Linked DNA regions of Mus musculus: all the other regions are linked to region 2. Evidence: chromatin contacts called from public HiChIP or PLAC-seq and promoter capture Hi-C data. All regions are on one chromosome and are shown on one strand. The core of a region is the stretch at or near the end of the contact, and the rest is flanking DNA. Distances in the headings are between cores, read along the strand shown.

What was found. HiChIP or PLAC-seq counts read pairs in DNA pulled down with a chosen protein or histone mark. Capture Hi-C pulls out chosen DNA fragments and counts their contacts.
Region 1: a contact with region 2 is called in a promoter capture Hi-C map of adipose tissue. The contact joins two enhancer-like sites. A contact is called at or near these places in 1 of 484 Hi-C or Micro-C datasets (liver), 4 of 115 datasets of contacts at active chromatin or transcription factors (the NIH/3T3 cell line, bone marrow-derived macrophages, embryonic stem cells and 1 more) and 3 of 9 other capture datasets (adipose tissue, liver and pancreatic islet).
Region 3: an H3K4me3 HiChIP or PLAC-seq map of bone marrow-derived macrophages shows a contact between it and region 2, with 4 times the contacts expected there. The contact joins the promoter of Herc2 here to the enhancer-like site in region 2. A contact is called at or near these places in 6 of 39 promoter capture datasets (the C10 cell line, the HPC-7 cell line, hippocampal neurons and 2 more), 8 of 484 Hi-C or Micro-C datasets (bone marrow-derived macrophages, cerebral cortex, cumulus cells and 5 more), 5 of 115 datasets of contacts at active chromatin or transcription factors (the NIH/3T3 cell line, bone marrow-derived dendritic cells, bone marrow-derived macrophages and 2 more) and 3 of 9 other capture datasets (adipose tissue, liver and pancreatic islet).
Region 4: an H3K27ac HiChIP or PLAC-seq map of microglia shows a contact between it and region 2, with 4 times the contacts expected there. The contact joins two enhancer-like sites. A contact is called at or near these places in 3 of 484 Hi-C or Micro-C datasets (cortical neurons, muscle stem cells and pre-megakaryocyte-erythroid progenitors), 2 of 115 datasets of contacts at active chromatin or transcription factors (microglia and neural progenitor cells) and 4 of 9 other capture datasets (adipose tissue, embryonic stem cells, liver and 1 more).

The regions. Positions count from the first base shown.
Region 1 is chr7:56,064,968-56,067,667 of GRCm38.p6, forward strand. All of the region lies in intron 2 of Herc2 (HECT and RLD domain containing E3 ubiquitin protein ligase 2), which reads left to right. Among named protein-coding and RNA genes, the nearest start is that of Herc2, 16 kb to the left of the region's middle. Within about 2 kb of position 1,359, at least 32 of the 459 cell types and tissues checked have an H3K27ac peak or open chromatin away from gene starts, as enhancers often do. A contact at or near this core is called in adipose tissue, where this site is marked.
Region 2 is chr7:55,908,306-55,911,005 of GRCm38.p6, forward strand. Cyfip1 (cytoplasmic FMR1 interacting protein 1) reads left to right here. Exons shown (of 31, transcript NM_011370.3): 22 at 60-259. Among named protein-coding and RNA genes, the nearest start is that of Nipa2, 53 kb to the right of the region's middle. Within about 2 kb of position 1,441, at least 19 of the 459 cell types and tissues checked have an H3K27ac peak or open chromatin away from gene starts, as enhancers often do. A contact at or near this core is called in adipose tissue, bone marrow-derived macrophages, microglia and 1 more, where this site is marked.
Region 3 is chr7:56,048,721-56,051,420 of GRCm38.p6, forward strand. Herc2 (HECT and RLD domain containing E3 ubiquitin protein ligase 2) reads left to right here and starts at 1,435. Exons shown (of 93, transcript NM_010418.2): 1 at 1,435-1,582; 2 at 2,136-2,228. The coding sequence starts at 2,157. Gm34121 (predicted gene, 34121) reads right to left here and starts at 1,330. Exons shown (of 3, transcript NR_166588.1): 1 at 1,022-1,330.
Region 4 is chr7:56,130,509-56,133,208 of GRCm38.p6, forward strand. Herc2 (HECT and RLD domain containing E3 ubiquitin protein ligase 2) reads left to right here. Exons shown (of 93, transcript NM_010418.2): 24 at 661-831; 25 at 1,291-1,394; 26 at 1,914-2,064. Among named protein-coding and RNA genes, the nearest start is that of Herc2, 82 kb to the left of the region's middle. Within about 2 kb of position 1,268, at least 27 of the 459 cell types and tissues checked have an H3K27ac peak or open chromatin away from gene starts, as enhancers often do. A contact at or near this core is called in microglia, where this site is marked.

The sequences.
Region 1 (2,700 bases), core at 109-2,608, 160 kb after region 2:
TTGACATTTTGGTGGGTGAGGAGTCTGTAGTGTAACTCAGTCTTCTGTAGCTGTTCCTTGCTCTCATCTGGGCTCCAGAGTCCACACTGACCAGCTAGGCCTTGTGGTTATGGCTTGATGCCCAAGGTTCAGAGGCTGCTCTTTTCTGCTGGCTTTAATTTGGTCAAGTAAGCTCCAAAGATAAGATTTCTTTTGCTTAACTAGAAGCAATGGATTTGGAGCCTTAACTTATTTGATATCAAAGCACTTAGCTAGTAGTGTAACCCACCATCTTATTTATGGTCTTGTATGTAGTTTGTCAAGAGAGATCACAAGTTGAATGTATACCCCACAGGACTAGAATTTTGTGTACCATCTTATCCTATTATTGATCATCATAATTTATAAAGGTGAGATCTGAATATTTACTTGCATAAATTGGTTGGGAGAGAACTATGAAGAACTGGAGTGAAAGTCTAGAAGAGTTCAGGGCTGGAGAGATGGCTCAGCAGGTAAAAGCACTTACTATTCTTGCAGAAGACCTGGATTAGTCCTCAGGACCTACCTAGTGGCTCATAATTATCTGGAACTCCAGATCAAGGGGATCTTATGCCTGTTTCTACCTCTGTGCACTTCAGCACATATGAGTTAGATACAGGATAACTGTCATCAAGACAAAAACAAATGGTGATGTGAATGGTGGGAAACAGGAACGATATGTACTGTTGACAGGAAAGTACTCAGAGGATTCAAAGGCTGCATATGGTAGATGCTCACTGTAGTACCCATGCTTACAGTTTTCTAGTCATAACTGCCAAGGCATGACATCAGCTTTGGTGTCTGTCAGTGGGAGAATAAGTAAAGAAAATATGGTGCATATATAAAACACACACACACACACACACACACACACACACAGACAAACACACATACCCTATACGCATGCTCTCTTGATCCTTCTCCCCTGACTCCTTCCTCCCCCCACCCCCCACCACAAACACACAAAGACTGTTTCTCAACTATTAAGTAAAACAGGTTCAGGTCATTTTTGAGACAATGAGAGGAAATGATACTTATGAGCAAAATAAGCCAGATTCAGGAAGGCAAAACTTGTTTTCTGTAGTGTGTAGAATCTCTTTTTTTTTAAATAAAAGTAGGGGGACTCTTAAGGACTAGACCAGGGATAGTTTTATCTGTGGAGATGGCTGTGCATAATAGAGTAGATGTGATCAAAATATCTTCAATGATATGTGAAAATATTAGGAAACTCATTAATGTGTATAAGACATTTTATTGTGACACATTGTTGTAACCCTACGACTAGGAAAGCTGAGACTGGAAGACTGGAGTTGGAACTGGCCTAGGCTACTTAGTGATAAGCAAGGAAGTGAGTCACTAATAAATCAGCACAGTGTGCACACTGTTATACAATGTGCTCTTTGACGTCACTGTTTTTGTTGCATGATATTTTCACATGTTACTTATTTTTAAATGAAGTAAGTAGTTCATTGTTTTATTACTGAGGAATTGAATAAAATAAGGTGGGGGAATCAAGATTTTTCCCTCCCTGTCTGTTGCTGCTGGTAGGTGATGGATCACACCTTGAATCCCAGCACTCAAAAGGTAGAGGCAGGCAGATCTGAGTTAAAGGCCAGCCTATTATACAGACTAAGTTCCAGGACAGCCAGGGCTACACAGAGAAACTCTTGTCTTAAAAAAAACCAAAACAACAACAAAGACTGTCACTGAAACACTATTCATTTTGAACACAGGACTTGGAGAGATTGAGCTAGAACTATCTTGAAGGCCTCTTGTATGAGGGCTGACTCTCATAGTATCAGAAGATGGTATATAATCTTCCAAGGGAAAAAGTAATCAGTACCACCCAGCCATGAAGCCTGCAAACCATAGCTACCACTGGCCCAGTAAGATATCCCCAGTGGTGTAATAGTTGCGCTTTTATTTTGAGGATAACTATACTATAAACCTAGTCAACTACTTTTGACTGGAGAAGTCATAGACCCTAGAGGTGAACCTACTTAGCCATTTTCCTAAATTGATACAATTTCTAACTGTATATAAGTATATATCTTATATATCTTATATGAGTGTATATATAGCATGTGTGTAGTTCTCACTCCTCATTAAAGAAGTTTCTTTTGGTAGCAGACAAAGGCTGTTACAGAAATTCAGAGCTGGTCATTGAAATAACTATGGGGTGCCCAGACCCAAGTGATATAATACAACCCCCTCACCTAAGGCACAAGGAACATCATAGATGAAGGGATGGAAAGATTTTTGTTTAAAGATTTATTTATTATTATACATAAGTACACTGTAGATGACTTCAGACGCGCTAGAAGAGGACATCAGATCTCATTATGGGTGGTTGTGAGCCACCATGTGGTTGCTGGGATTTGAACTTAGGACCTTTGGAGGAACAGTCAGTGCTCTTAACCACTGAGCCATGTCACTAGCCCCTGAAAGATTTTTTAAGAGCCAGAAAACCAAGATGCCTACTGTGAGTGTATTCTAGACATGACAGGGGTGCTGCACCCATGAAAACACAATAGCGTGGTTACCTGTACAAGATTGAACACAATGTCAGCATCAGTTGACATGCCAGTGTGGATGGGGAAATTCCACAAGGCCTCATCCCAGGTCAAGAGCTATAGGCAATCTGTAGCTGCTGAGAGAATCAGTTCGCTTTAGTGATGGACC
Region 2 (2,700 bases), core at 191-2,690:
CTAGGAACTTTCCTGGATGGCCCACCTCATCTCACATCCTTGTCTCTATGATCCTGTAGGAGCTAGATGGACTCTTAGAAATCAACCGTATGACACACAAGCTGTTGAGCAGGTACCTCACACTGGACAGCTTTGATGCCATGTTCCGGGAAGCCAACCACAACGTGTCTGCACCTTATGGAAGAATTACCCTCCACGTCTTCTGGGAGCTAAACTATGACTTCTTGCCCAACTACTGCTATAATGGCTCTACCAACCGGTAAGCATGGCCTTAGTATCACAGACATGTTTGGACACTCCAGTACAGGTGCATCTACAGCGGGTGATCTTCTGCCGTGACTTTCCAGACTTCCCCCTTTAACTCTATCCCTCCTTTTTCCTCTGTGATTTCTCATGTTCTGGTCTCTCAGGCCTTCCTGCTTTCTTCTATTTACAAGGATAGCCCTGGGCCAGGACTTGGCCAGATGGTCATCACTTTTCATGTAGAAATAGACCACTGGTGAAAGACTGGCTGTTGAGGTGGGAGAGCCAGGACTGTGCCAGCTCACTTAGTTGTGCCTGTAGACAGGATCTCATGTGCGTTGGAATGGCTGCTGGAACTGTACTGCCTACTTTTAGTCTCCCTTCGTGGCAGGTGATTCTGCTTCCATGTTTCTATCTGAAGTGTTGAGGATCATGAGAGTGTAGGAATGCCTTCCTTCCCACTTACCTTCTTCCTGTTGTATCAATGGGAATAAAGCAGTCAGTTTGGTGGTAGAACGGTTGTTTCATATTTCATACACCGGTTGGCAGAATGGAATTTCCCTGCGACCAGTGTGTTCTCTTTGTGTGAAGATTACCAGGAAGAGGATATTCTCTTAAGATGATAGGTCTACCACTGGTCAAGTTGACTTCTGAGTCTGATGCAGGTCATTGCTCCGAAGTTTCTCCACTTTGCAGTTACCACTTTTCTGTTTAGATTTTGTAGGTAACTCAACTGAGACTACTTAATAGTCATACTTTGTAGGTATCTAACCCACTAGTTTCAGCATCTGTGACAAATGCTTATTTGTCCTTTGGTGGTTGAAGAGTGAGTTTCTAATTCCTTCATTCCTTTGCAAATATTAATGAGCATTGTCCAAGTTAACATTCTTTTCTTTGTTGATGATTATAAGTATAATCAGGGATTCCACCTTAGAGTTTGTGTCTTCAGTTGATTTCTGTAATCAGCACCATGAGCACCTATCATTACAATGGTGTATGTGTATCCCCACTGTTTTATAAGTACCACTTTATCTTCTGTACCACAAGATGGAGTGTGTGGGTAGTTGGTGTGCTCACTGGTACTAGGATGTCACTGTTGTAGAGCCTTTAGGTGGTAACACTAGGGAGTATTTATATGCTCACTGCTTTAGCTTTCTATGGCTGCTGTTAAATGGAGAAGTGTTTTCTTACAGTCCAAAACAGTGTGTCAGCAAGCTACACTTCCCTTTTAGACTCTGGGTGGAATCTCTGCTTGACTCTCGCTAGCTCATGTAGCAACTGTTCCTGACACTCCATGGTTTGTAGCAGTATCATGCCAGGACTTGCACTTACCATGAAACTATCTCCTTCTGAATCTCTTTCTCTGACCCTTATTTTCTTCTTGTAAGGACAATGGCCATATAGATCAGGGGCCTTACTCTCAGCTCCTGATCTTATCACCAAGTCCATGAGTAATGGCCCTATTTCTACCTTCTGTGCTATGGAAAAGGAGTTTGAAAATATCTTTTGGATGGCCCCATTTTAACTTGTAGTATTTATGTATACTTGTATTTTATTCCTATACAGTTATCTATATCTTAAAACTGAGTACATTCTGGTATCTCCGGTTGCAATTCAGTACCACCATATTCATTTGAATCATCACTCTGTGTTTTTGAACTTCCTTAAACACGGAAAAGATCCCTTCTCTTATTATGGTGACTTGTCCAGTTAATTACACGAAAGGCAAAATACTTTAAGAATTGCTGATTCTGACTGCTGTAAAACAAACTTTCCCTCTATAGTTCAGTATTTGTTTTTGGTATCTTGGCTTTAGATGAAAAGTATATAGGTACTAATGGGTTAAAGTTACCTTACAGGAAGAGGAGCAGAGTCTATTTATTCCTTTTCTTTAAATAAGAGGACAACTGGACAAAACACACAGGTCATTTGCTCTGCATAAAGGAAACAAGAGAAATGTCTCCTGGCTGTCCTAGCTTCCTGTCTAGAAGCACATTCTGAGCAAAGTCCAGAGAAGGTCAGTCAGGGTAGAGCTTGGGAATCCTGCTGCAGGACGAAACACAGTAGAGCTTGGGGAAGCTCAGACAGCTGGGATGTGTAGAGTCAAATGTGGAAGAGGTGGCACTCTCACAAAAGCAGCTCTTGAAACCAGCATGAGCTCTGTGGTGCTAGGGAGCTGGAGTCTGAGTAATTCACAGAGCTCGTAGCAAGATGGATCATTTGCTGTCCTTTTCAGCACTTGATAGAATCTGTAAAGTCTCTTGCCTTAGTCTAAATTCTAAACTACTGCCTGCTTTGCCTTCCCATAAAAGTACCATAAACAAATCATTAAACGTTTACTTGATATGCAGATAAACTTTGCTGCTCGCTGCCTCAAAATCAACACTCTAAAAGAAAACAGAACCCAATAAGAAGATATTACAGTGTCCGCACCCAATCTGGAATTAGCCCAGTATC
Region 3 (2,700 bases), core at 185-2,684, 140 kb after region 2:
TCAGATCTCCTGTTGAAATATTACAGTTTTTGTCGCAGTATTAGGAGGTGGACCCTTTAAGATGTGATCAAGTCAAGTAGACTATGCCTCATGGATCAAAATGATGTGTTTGCTTGGTGTATTCTTGCCACACATGGGTTCTCTTGCCTCTATACCATGCTATGCAACATCAGAAATGCCGTCACCAGATACCAGTGCTATGCTCTTAGACTTAGCCTCCAGAAGTGTGAGGTACAAATGCCTGTATTTATTATTCAGTCATGTTGTTACAGCAACACAAAATGGACTACAAACATCGTTTTTTTAGAGCTAGCAGACACAGTTCTAAAAATGTACGTAGGTAAACATGCTTCAGTATGTGGAGGGACGAAGGGTGTCTTGCATGAGAAGGGAGCCTAAGGGCCAGAGATGCCTCCTCGGGTGTTACCTTCTACTGGTAATTATGCTGTCATGCCTCAGGTTCAAAGCCCTGTCCACCCTAACTGTATTTTGGATGTGGTTGAATTTGAAACCTTGTTCAGATACTTTTGAGTTGAAGCAGAAGTAAATTAGAGTCACACAGTCTTTGGGAGGTGTGATAGACTGTGGATCTTTTATACTGCTTCCTGCTGCTTGAAACAGAGATGTGATGTCTGAGCTATGGCAAATCCCTTGACCCTTGGGAGTGAGTTTGAAGATACATACCAAGGATGACAAAAGACAGGTATTTTAACGTTGCAACTGGGCCACCATACCACTGTGGCATATCCCTCATTGCTGCCTTCTAACACGTGGGAAAAAAATGAACCATCGTATTTAAAACAACAAATCGCACCCAGTTCCTATTTCAAATGTTCTAAGTCCTTTCTTTGCCTTCTCATGGAAAAGTTTAATTTCCACATGCTTGAAGATTATGTTATGTTTTATTTGTAGTTATTTGATTATTCCATGATGATCAGAGAACATATTTTGTGTGATTTTAATTGCTCTTTTCTTACTCCCGCACCCCCATTCCCCCAGGGTCTCTTAACCCAGAATTCACCTGCTTCTGCCTTCCTGGTGCCAGGGTTAAAGGCGAGTACTACCAGGCCCGGATCAATTACTTTTTCTTAAATTTCCTCTTCTGTCCACTGACTCAAAGGCCAAAAGGACGCTGTCGTTAAAGCACAGGGAGCCTCGAGAACCTCGTCCCGCTGCAAATACCTTACCAACTTCGGGTCCCTGGAAGCAAACACAGTCTGGGAAGGGTTGGGACTGGGCAAGCCAGCGTGCGTGCGCACAAGTCCCACCTCCCGGCGTCTGCGGTTGGCTCTCGCTGAGCGGGTGAGTCTCAAGAAGGAAGCTGAGTCGTGCTGAAGGAAGCGGAAGTTGGGGGAGGGGCGTGCGACGCTGCTCGTCCATTGGCTGAAGCCGTCTCTCACCCTTGCGCTATTGGGCGGGCGCAGCCATGCGTCAGCGTGCGCTTCGGGCCGCAGACTGGATCGCGAGCGCCGGCCGGCTCCTGCAGGGAGTGTTCCCTCAGCCGGCTGGCGGAGCAGGCGGCGCCAGGGCTGGCCGAGCTGGGCCGAAGGAGGGCGGAGGGGCCGAAGACGGGCGGCGCCAGGTCCGGGAGAGCGGGGCCCGGAGAGCGGCGGGCGGAAGGCGGGCGTTGGCGCGGAGGAACCAGGGCCTGTGCGCCTCGGAGGCCGCGCAGTCACGGCTGTCTTTTTAGTATTTAGGCGATTGTTGTAGATTTATCTGCAGACATGACTTTTGTTTATTTACCACACTCCGCCGGACTGCTGTAGGTATAGCGGCTGATGCACACTGGTGTCATTTGTCGTTGCGATAGTGAGTTTTTTTTCCTGACGTGTGTCTGTGTGTGTCCCTTTGGATTTAAAGGAGTGGGATGACATTGTGCAGTGGTCGCCGGTGACCACTGTAGGTCCGGCCGGCGTATTGGGAAATCCCAGCGACTCTACCTCTATTGGAAGTGGTATTTCCCTCCCTTCTCCCGTTCTGGGGCCAGCTTTCCCTCTCATCCCTCATCCTCTCGTCCCCTCCCCCAGCTCTCCTTCCCTGTTTTATGTTCTGTCTCGGCCGCGTTAAACAGCAGGATGGTGTAAATAGCAGTTTAAAGAAGCTCGAGGGCTCCAGCGTTTGTGTTTGACTTGCAGGTCTGACCACCCGGAGGAAACATGCCTTCTGAGTCTTTCTGTTTGGCTGCCCAGTCTCGCCTTGACTCCAAATGGTTGAAAACAGATATCCAGGTGGGGTGAACATGGTTTTCTCTTTTCTTTGTGTGTTCCTGTCTCTATAAAAAATGTTTGCTTGAGGAGAATGTGTGAGTGAATGGCAATTAGATCTTGTCTTAGGAAGATTATTTCTTATAATTTACAATGTGACATTTATTATGACTGTTGAAGAGATGCTATGTGGTTGTGGCTTAATTGAAGTTAGTTGTAAGTGCAAGAAACTTGAGATCCAGTTATGCAATTTTTCAGTATTTTTATTCTGGAGGCTTATTTTTATTTGTTTATTTTTTTAAGACAGGGTTTCATATTCCCAGGCTGGCCTTGAACTCCTCAGTGTAGGTGAGGATGACCTGACATCCGATCCTTTTGCCTCCACCTCTTGAGTGCTAGCATTGCAGCACCTTAACACCTTGCTGGGATTATGTGGTATAGTTAGGCAGGTATTTTACCAGCTGAACTCCATCCCAGGTCCTGCCAACATTCTTAA
Region 4 (2,700 bases), core at 18-2,517, 220 kb after region 2:
CCTTTGGCTTTATTTCTTGAAGAATTTTTTTCTTCTCACACTGTTTTCTGATGAACAAAAATGAATATTAATGTCATCAATTTTTTAATCTTTTTCATTTTTCATTGTGCCTGAGATGGGGATGATTCAGGGGGTAAAGTATTTGCTATGCAAGTTTGAGGATGGAGTTTGTATCTCCATCATTCACAGTTAAAAAAGCCTGGTGGTATCCAGATGTGAAGGTGCATATCCTTAATCCTCCATACTTGAGAGGCAGAAATCTGGGTTTTAGGCCAGCCAAGGCTATATAGTGATATGAAATCCTGTCTCAAACCCAAAAAGAAAAGGCGAAAAAAAAAAAGCCTGGTGGGTGTAATCCCAGCTTCTAGGAGGTGGATATGGGAACCATTTGGGCAATCTGACTAGTCAAACTAGCCAAAATAGCTCTAGACTCAGCAATAAGTAATAAATTTGGTTGATTTTGATCTAAGAAGACAACAGACAACATAATCCACCTCTTGCTGCCTTTCACCTATGCATACATGGATTAAAAACACAACACACTATAATCGTGCAAAAAAAGGTCTTTTCCTACTCAAGTTTTCATCTGTATTATGTTTTAAAAGATTTATTGTTGAGACATTTGATCTGATGACTGATGTTTGGTTTCTATTTCTTTAGAGTCATTTTTCACTGGTCAGAACTGTAGAAATAATGAGGAGGTAACACTGATACGCAAAGCTGATTTGGAGAACCATAATAAAGATGGTGGCTTCTGGACTGTAATTGATGGAAAAGTATATGGTATAAAAGACTTTCAGACACAATCCTTAACAGGAAATAGTATACTGGGTAAGGCTTTTTTACTTTTTATTCCATTGTTAAAAATTGCATTATGTGTGATTTTAAGTAAAGTCCACAGTTTATGAATAAGTTGTTAAATTTAGCCCCAGGTTTAACAAAATCTGGGACTTTGGTTCTGGCTTCACAACAAGTTTAGGTTCAAGTTGAAGAATTTCTCATCATCAAGCTTTTCTTCCTGTTGTTTTTTTATTTTTTGAGATAAGAGTTTTCTCCGTGTAGCTCTTGGCTGTCTTGGAATCTTGTAGACCAGGCTGGCCTTGCACTCAGAGATCTGCCTGTCTCTTTTTCCCCAAGTACTTTGTAGAACTTGAGTTGCCCGAGGCAAGCGTGGGAGAGTGGCAGATTCTTCCGAGACAGCGACCCAGACTCACTTCCTGTCTTCTGTCTATGAACTAGAGCTGTGCAAGCTGCACTGAACTCATACTGCTCTTCCCCTTTTTGTTTTAGCTCAGTTTGCAGGGGAAGATCCAGTGGTCGCTCTGGAGGCAGCTTTGCAGTTTGAAGACACACAGGAATCCATGCATGCCTTCTGTGTTGGCCAGTATTTGGAGGTGAGGCTGTGGGCCTGCTTTGTGTGAAATAGAGGAGGTGCCCTTCTTAAGTGCCTGTTATGGTATGACTTTTTACTTAGTTATACTAATAGTTGGACATAAAATATTTATGTTGGCTTAGGATTTTTTGACAAATAAATTTGCATTTTATGTGTTAAGGTTTATTATATACAAGTTTGAAGAGTTAACAACATGCCAGAAATAGAGAAATGTTCAAAAAAAAAGAAAAGAAAAGACATTAAAGTTTGTCCTTACAGTTCGTTTGTCAATTTAGAATCTTTCCCCCAGGGTTCTCCTCTTATGCTCCAGAGCTGTTATTTGTTTTCTCCTGTTTGCTCTCTAGTGTTTTATATGCAGTTTGTTGGTTGCTATAACATAAACTCATTATGGGATGTGCTAACAAATACATTTTTGTTCTGATCGTGATAGACAATCTTAGGCACATAAGCTGCTGGGGTTTTTTTGATGTTGTAATTTTAATTAATTTTGTTTTCTGAACCAACAAATTAATTTTTCCAGCCTGACCAAGAAGTTGTTACCATACCAGATCTTGGAAGTTTGTCTTCACCACTGATTGACACAGAGAGGAACCTGGGCCTACTTCTTGGATTGCATGCTTCTTATTTAGCAATGAGCACACCACTATCTCCTGTGGAGGTTGAATGCGCCAGTAAGAACAAATTTATTTTTTGTTAACCAGTTTTACCAGTTTTATGGTACAGTACTTTGGACAGAAATGCCTAATGGGAAGAACATGCCAAGGAGGGCAGGAACCTTTAGAGTGGATGTCTGGAGACAGCAAGCTGGCCTCCATGCCTGCTAAGTTGCCTGTGAACTAGACTGTATTACTTGTATTCCTCCCTGAAACTTGTCATACATAGTAATGGAGGATGAGTTTCACATAAGTCAGCAAAGGAGGAGCTTGAAGACTCTAGGGTTAGATGAATGAAAGGCACTGTGCAATTCAGCTCAGAAGCTTGTCTTTGGGGGATAAAAGGTGCTTGCTAATTCTTTCTATAGCACAAGGTGATTAGGGCACCTCAGCTTGTGTTTTAGAAGAATTGATACAGCCATTTGTGAAAGTTCCCTAGCACTTCAAATCTAGATATCCAATAAGAGCACTGAAAGCATCCCAAATTTGATTGCTGGAGTGATTAGCAGATTAGATTAGATTTACTAATAAATTAGGTCCTCAGTGAAAGCCTGCAGTAATGTTCCTGCTACTAATTTTCTAGTGGGGTTTCCTTCAGTGAGACATAAGCAGCTATAATTAATACTCCTAACTCCCACAACAAAAGGTATATAT